2 separate regions of the Gossypium hirsutum genome follow, and region 1 is linked to region 2. The links are chromatin contacts, called in public Hi-C maps. All regions are on one chromosome and are shown on one strand. Each heading gives the region's core, a stretch centred on a gene start, on an enhancer-like site or on the middle of the called end of the contact. The rest is flanking DNA. Distances are from core to core; before and after follow the strand shown.

Region 1 (4,196 bases), core at 1,241-3,740, 400 kb after region 2:
CCCAAAGGACTCACTAAGCTTTTTAAAAATGCTGGTTTGGACAAGTATTGGTTTCCAGTGTCCAAGATGCCAAAAAAGGGTGAAGATTGGCCTACCGTAACTGAAATGGTGAAAGCAAATCACAGGCTTTTGGTCTTTACTTCTGTTGCTTCAAAGGAAGAGGGGGAAGGGATTGCTTATCAATGGAAGTACCTATTGGAAAATGAAGGTAAGGATTAAATAGATATGAAACCTTTGTTCATGCGTTCATGTTGTATACTAGCTATGTAGTAACGCCTTCATGGCAGCTGGAGATCCAGGTGTAAAGCGAGGCTCATGCCCCAACAGAAAAGAATCACAGCCGTTTAACTCGAAAACTGCCTCTCTTTTCCTTATGAATTACTTTCCAACTTACCCAATTGAAGATGAAGCTTGCAAAGAGCATTCGGCACCACTTGCTGACATGATCCGCACTTGCTACAAAGCAGCTGGGAGTATGATGCCCAACTTTTTGGCGGTCAACTTTTACTTGGTATTAAGTCGTAACTTATATCTGTAAATTTATTTTTTTCTAAAATATGCAGAGCACTAACCATAACACCACATAAATCATGCAGAGGAGCGATGGAGGTGGTGTTTTTTATGATCTGGATAGCATGAATGGTCAGAGATTATGTGGATGTAATACCATTGCAGCCTGCCAGGTTTGTCCGCATTGGCCACAACCCTTCTTCCCCATGCATGGTTATTGTTTGTTTCATTTAAAGCTGAAATTTGTTGAAATCTCTGTTTTGTTCTCATGTAGGCTGGGGCACCCTTTGGATCTTGTAAGAACATTTCAATGCCTACACCGAGCCCAATGACAAATTCTGTCGGAAGCTTTTCCGGACCTGTTCAGCTCTCAACATCCACTTCAACAGTCTATCATCCTAATCACTTTATTATTGCCTTGTTTTTATTTCCATGGATAATTTCATTATTTTTCTAGAATAGATAGTTTTCAGGATAAAATCGAGTCATCTACACCTTTAGGAGGGCTTATAATATATGTTGCTATGTAAAATTTTGGGTCCTGGCTTATCGAGGAATGCGTGTTAGAGTCATAGAATTTGATTACACAATCAAGAGATTTCTTGAGAGATTCTTCTGTTCAATTTATTGAATCAACAAATTCATATGACAATAATCGAAATCCCTAGAAGGATGAACACCTTAAACAACAGGTAACATGGTGGCGACTGCTCCGACGTTTAATGGCAAACCTTGTGGTTTTATTTGAAGAGCTGGTCGGATAGTAAGCAAACCAATGAAACAGTCTAAGGAAACTCTAGTTCCCCACACATTGATCGACCCTAGTTTACGACATTTATTGACAAGAACAAACAGCCCACTTTCTGTAACATGACGGCAACTCCATAGCACGATGCTCTGAGATTAGATAATGAGAGAAGAAAAAACTCAGTATCTCAATCAAATTTTCTGGAAAAAGCAAAGGGCGATCTAACAGGTAACTCACCTTTAAATGTGGACAGCTATGGGCAATGGCGGATAAGGATTCATCGGTGATAAATGTACCACCAATATTCAGGTGTTTCAAGGAATTGGCTCTGGTTATCTGTTAAGAAAATCAACTTCATCATATTCAAGTTAAGGAGATTGAGTAAATAAACAAGGAAAAAAAAAAGGGTTTTGGCTTACCAATTGAACAACACCTTTATCAGTGATCCCTGTCATACCCCAAAGGGAAACTGATGTCAAGTTGCTAACACACTTTGCTAATGAGATTTGGTATAGTCCATTGTCAGTTATTTGGCAACCCCAACGACTCCTTGAACTGTAATTAAAAGCAGACTCAGAAACAGGGGGAGCCTGTCTGTAAAAAAAGTTGCAGGGAAGAAATGATTACATGTCGAGTTCTTCGAGGCTATAAGCATGACGAACGAGACGAGAAGTGGACTCATCGTCCATTTTACAACCAGCAAAACTCAGGGTGTGTCTTCTAGCCAGAGCCTGTTTCACCCCTTGTTTCCATTTCCTACAAACCCCACTTGCCCTACCATATTACAACAATAACATAATCAAGTTAAGCCATCCGATCCATAACTATCTATTACCACCAAAACATAATAAATAAAGGAAAAAGGCAAAAACTTACTGGGCTAAATCGGTGAAAGAAGTGATCATCACCAGTATATGAGCCAACAAGTCTATCGGCAACCGATCAATTTCTGCCTCCTCCTCCATTCTCTTTACACAACACAGTTTTTGTTTTTTGGGGAATTTTCCTTTTAAGGTTTCGTACTAGTTTAAAATGAAGCTGACAAAGGGGAGTTGAAAGTTACATGGCACTTTAATACATACGATCGACATAACCCAAAAACATGTGGTCATTGTTATGTCATAATTTCATGAATCTATCGTGAGGGTAATGATATTTTAATTCTTTGATTCGGAATTTGGATTCAACCGTAGGGACTTTTTAGAGATTGACAAAAATAATAGGTCTAATTCTATTCTATCCTTAATACTTTTTTGAACTTTTGAAATTTAGTCTCTCCATTTTTAACTTTAAAAATTCAACCCCTTTAATTTTTATTTAGAAATCAAGGTCTAATTGGTACTGTTGAATTATCAATTAACCTTTGATTTTAAATCAGACAAGTAGAGGACCAAATTTCTCGAAATAAAAAGGGACTAATTTCCAAAGTGTGAAAAATATAGAGACTGGGAGCATATTTAAACCAACCAAATATCATTTCTTTGGTGATGGCGCCTTTGCTTGGCTATGTTCTCATATTAGCTGTCATTTAACCTATGTCTTTGTAATTCCCACATGGCCTGGGCCGCCTCATCCCTTTCTTGTCTAATCGGCTTCTTTTTCCTTTTCTAATTTTATTTTAGGATTTTCTTTTTGGAAAAATAAATTAACTTTAGGAGTTAATTTAGGCTTTTTTTCATATTTAAAATTCTCTCTATATATATAATAAATAATAAAATAATATGAATTAATTAATAATAAATATTATATAAATATAAAATTTGTTTAAAAGGTTTGTTAAATACGCTATCCATTTTACCGCATGACCTGTTTTTTATATTTATTTTTAAACAAATAAAAAAGAAAGTATAAGAAGAAAAAAAAAGTGTGTTTCAGTTTATTGTTTAAAAAATAAAAAAGTATTATCAAAATATAAATATAAATCATTTCAATATTTTTATAACTTTTTATTAGAATATCAATTTAAATTATAATAACAATCTTATGTATTTTCTGCATTTATTTATATATATATAAAAAGAGAAATTAGAAATTAAAATATTTTTATAAATTTAATATAAGGATAATTATTTGATATACCGTCAATAAAATTTTTTAGATTTCACAAGCGAATTTAAAGTGCCATAAGTGTCATATATATATATATTTATATAATTAATTTTTTTATTTTTATTACACTCTATTCTCTATAATATATTTATCAAACCCTACATGACTCCACTAATGATGTATTAAATAAATTTTCTTAATATAACTAATTATAAATATAAAAATGATTCATCCAACACCTACACCATATCATGTGAACCTCAATCTTTTTTCTACACACAAACTTAAACGGGAATGCCTACAAATATGGTTTTTGGTAGCCGCCAAAGGACCTTATTTAAGTATTATGGACATGTCCCATAGCAATTACTACAACCAAATAAATCACCCTCGTCCAGTGGTGGAGTTAGAAATTTTTTGGGGGACGAAATTAAATTGTATATTTTTACAATAGTAAAAATGTAATTTCATCATTTTAATAGTCTATATCTTTATAATTTTTAAAGGATTAAATTATTTTTTTATTATTTTTGGGGGCCAAAGTACAATTTTACATTACTAATTTAAAATTTTATAAATTATAAAGGGCCTAAATAGAAAATTTTCCATTTTAGGGGGGCCAGGGCCCTTGTCAACCCCTTTTTGGCTCTGCCACTACCCTCATCCATACCATTCTCATTATCTTATGTACTCAACATAACCTAATGTATACGTAAAAGCTCTTGTGGTTATTGTACTTTTCTCTCATATTTTGTAATATCGACGAGTCTTGTTTTTTCGACATTAGCCACTATCTCCGACCAAGGCTTTCTTCTTTCATCCACTCATCTTTCTCTTCCTTTAATCTTTTAGCCTTATTTCCTCAAATACTATCATAGCTCAACTATGA
Region 2 (4,180 bases), core at 231-2,730:
ATTAAAAATGTCAAACTTGAATATAAGTTGATTTGTTGAACAAATTAAAAAAAAGGATAATATAATTATTTGCCCCTAAACTTGACAATTAGATTCATTATGTTAAATGGACTTGGATTCCATCAAGATTTGATGATGTGACTAGTGTTCTTGGAACATGACTGGATTGATCGGTCGGATCGATTAAACCGAGAACCGATCCCTATATTGGTCCAAACAAATAGGTTGAATTGATTGAATCAGAAATTGCTCAGAACTGGTAAAATTGAAAATTAGGACGAAAACTAGTAGTTGAACAGGTTGAACCAGTTTAATAATTTTTTTAAAAAAAATTATGAATTTTTAATTATTTATTTAAGTATTTTTAGTCTAGTAGTTGAACCGATCAAACTGGTTGGATCGAGAACCAACGGTCAGACTAATTCAACTACAGGTTCGGCTATTAGACTTGGATTCCATCAAGATTTGATGATGTGACTAGTGTTCTTGGAACATGACTGGATTGATCGGTCGGATCGATTAAACCGAGAACCGATCCCTATATTGGTCCAAACAAATAGGTTGAATTGATTGAATCAGAAATTGCTCAGAACTGGTAAAATTGAAAATTAGGACGAAAACTAGTAGTTGAACAGGTTGAACCAGTTTAATAATTTTTTTAAAAAAAATTATGAATTTTTAATTATTTATTTAAGTATTTTTAGTCTAGTAGTTGAACCGATCAAACTGGTTGGATCGAGAACCAACGGTCAGACTAATTCAACTACAGGTTCGGCTATTAGAACATTGTATGTAACATTCTAAGTTTGTATTATGTCATCACCTGGAAATTTTATAAAATTTTGGGTAAACTACACTATAGGTCACCCAACTATGGGTACGTTTCTTTTTTTGTCACTTAACTATAATTGTTTTTTTAAATTGGTCACTCAACTAATCGGGTTTTTTTTTGAACCATTTCCATTAAGTACCAAATTGGAGGATGACGTAACAGTTATAAAATCGATATGATAACAAATTTAGTTATTAACTTTTACTTATTATATTGATTTAATCATAATTTTAAAAACATAACTCTCAAAATTACAATTAATCATTTTGATCCTAATTCTTAAAAAAATTAATATATAAATACATAAATATTTTTATTTTTATATATTTTTTAAAATTATTATATATATATTTACAACAAAACACAATCTCATCTCATGAAAATCCTCAATCTCTCTCTCTTTTCAACAAATTTTAAATTATAGCTATGGAGAAGCTGAAGCTTTGACCGATGAAATTGAAGAAGAGTTTAGGATCAAAGAGATCCTTCACAATTGTCAAGATGAGGTGTCGTTTGCTTAAAATTTTTAATTTTCAAATGAAAATGATATTACAAAAGAAAAGGTAAATTTAAACATTCGGCCTGATCTAGTAAGAAAGATGTACCTGGTATTTATAGCCCATAGTTTCGATTTTTATATTCACTCTATATTAATTAGGTTGCTGACCCTTTCCACCACCAAGAGTCTCATTCTCATTCAATCAATAACCTCAGCAGTAAACATAATTAAAGATCAAGATGGTGGGTCAATGGACGGCGACTAAACCAAGCCGGAGCGATGAAGTTTTGGACTCGGATCAACAACAACGAATCACCAACCAGGTCAGAGCTCAGTTCGATTCGATGGTCCCAAAACGACCCACCAAACCCAACCGGAGTGAACCGGATTTGACATCCTCCAATCCCCCTTCAGATGTGGACCAAAACATACCCGAGCTTGACAAGTTACGGTCCCTTCAATCTCAATCTCAGGTACGCAATTCCTTAACCTTGTACCCCCTCATCTTTGTCTTTCAAGTTTTGGGGTCAGCTCTTTGTTTTGCTTTCATAGGCGAAGATCTCAGAGGGGGGAGCTACAGTGGAACAAGAGGAGTTTGTGGAGACACAGTATTACAGGGAGATGAATTCCATTGACAAACAGCATCACACGGTTGTTGTTTTTGTCTGAACACTGCAGTGTCTTTGTGATTTTATTTCTCATTGGGTTTTGTTTTTTGGTTATGGATGACAGACAGGAAGTGGGTTCATAAGAGTGATGAAAGAAGGAGGTGAAGGAAATGGATATGATATTCAACTGGAAAGTGGGCAGGATGCAATCAGCAAGCCTATCTTCAAAAGCAACCCAGCAACTAATGACTGGATTCCGACCCTGGAAGATGATCAGGTATTCATTTAGGGCTTAATTCTATCAAATAGAAAGAATTAAAAGGGCCATCTGTTTAATGATGTGCATATGATCAGGTCTTTGTTTCATCCAAACCGAATCGAAGTGAGGGTTGTTAGATCAACACGTGATGTTGACCAACTTTGCTTATGTTATAGTAAATGTTGTGGTCCTGGAATAACACAGAAATTGGATATGGTTTGTAATGGTTTAAACATTGTGTTCACTTTTTCTACCTTGTTCTTTGCTTAATGTAAAGGTAAAAATTAAAATCCCCAAGCAATTTCTTCATGAGCTGACTTGCTTTACACATGGCAACTTTAGGCATAGTTTTCCGTTCCTGCAAATTTGAAATTCGAACTAGTAAGAATGTAATTTAAAAAGATTTACAAATATATTTTTTAATAATTAGAGTAATTCAAAAAACAATAATTTTAGTCTCTACCCAAACAATAACAAATAAAATTAGTTGGTTAAATTCAATTATGCTAGGTTTAGTCTCTCATTTTAAATTTATATATTTTTAAAGATTAAAATTTCAATTTTGAAGCAAATTACAATCACATATAATAATGCATTTATTGTTTAAAATTTGAAAAATAGTAGAATTTAAACTTTTTGAAACCTCAAATTTTGATAAAAGATGAACAAATTAGGTTTCATGTTTAATCCCAAAAAGAAGGATTTTCTCAAAAATCACGCTTGAAAAGGCACAACTAAAAGATTATAAAGCCATGTCAAATACACGAAAGTAAATATCACGCTAGGTGTAGTAAAAATGATATTATTCAAAGTTATAAAACAAATTAAAATAAAAAGATGATGGAAGAATAATAAAAATTTTCTCCTTCATTCAACGTTCACTTGGTTTTCTTAAATCTTGAAAGCTTCAATTCTTGTATTTTATATATATATACACATATATTTAATAATATTAGAATAACCTTTTACTTTTGAATAGATTTTTAATATTTTCTAAGATTAAGGCTTCCTTTCAATGTGTTTGAACCACTTTTTTAATTCAATCTCACTGATGAGGTGTTTGGATAATACCTGCAGTTGCCCACTGAATTGATTCTCACTGTGTTACACTTCCAGTTGCTCACTGATGCTTTTTGCTTCAGTGCACTCAACGCAGGCCTTTTTTCTAATTTTACCCATGGCCATTTCTATTGTTTTTAACCTTTTCTTTCCCTTTTAATATTTGAAAAGCCCAAGCAATTTATCTCTAGATTAGGTTGGATAAATACTTATATTATATAATAAATTAATAAATATTATAATTTATAGGATAATAAGTAAATAACAATTAAGGTGTTTTAAGGTTATAACTATCATTTAAATAAATACAAATATGATAATTTATAGGATAATAAATAAAATATCAAAAGATACATTTTAATATTTTATTAAGTGAATTTATAAATTCACATGCTTTAATAATTTTATAAAAGTAAAATAATTTAAAAAACTTTTGATATATATCAATTCTAATTTGATGTTCTTAAAAGTCATTTTCTATTCTCACTTTACTGCCACAGCTGGATTTGAATCCAAACACATACTCTACCGCTGTTTCTAATCTCACCGCTACAGTATTCAATCTCACTACTACAATAACTAATCTCACCGCCACCGCTGTTTTTAACCTTATCGGAGCTAAACACACCACCCATCTAAACTAAACCTAAATTAGAGTGCGTAAATAATAAAAATTAAATTATTATAAATAATAATCAAATTAATATAATAAATAAACATTGAGTCCGAAATTTATTATTATGATGGTAAAGTTAACCACAGATAATAGGATTCAAGCATAATTATGATTAGTTAAATGATTGTTTTGTAATTTTTTATAGTTGATTAAGATTTTCTTTTTTAAATAAAAGAAACCAGCTACGCTTAACTGAAAAAGGAACAGTCAGCTCAACACACTATCCTAGCTCAAGAATCCACGAGTG

Evidence for each region. A called contact is a pair of places that touch in the nucleus more often than the background predicts.
Region 1: a contact with region 2 is called in a Hi-C map of leaf, with 4 times the contacts expected there. The contact joins the promoter of LOC107925120 here to the promoter of LOC121224096 in region 2. A contact is called at or near these places in 4 of 34 Hi-C or Micro-C datasets (all in leaf).

The regions. Positions count from the first base shown.
Region 1 is chrD12:30,704,519-30,708,714 of Gossypium_hirsutum_v2.1, forward strand. LOC107925120 (F-box protein At5g67140) reads right to left here and starts at 2,491. Exons shown (of 5, transcript XM_016855694.2): 1 at 2,135-2,491; 2 at 1,886-2,032; 3 at 1,678-1,813; 4 at 1,496-1,594; 5 at 1,109-1,407. The coding sequence starts at 2,223. The coding sequence ends at 1,192. It also overlaps the pseudogene LOC121224493.
Region 2 is chrD12:30,301,903-30,306,082 of Gossypium_hirsutum_v2.1, forward strand. LOC121224096 reads left to right here and starts at 1,481. Exons shown (of 7, transcript XR_005921586.1): 1 at 1,481-1,804; 2 at 1,884-1,982; 3 at 2,064-2,216; 4 at 4,109-4,180.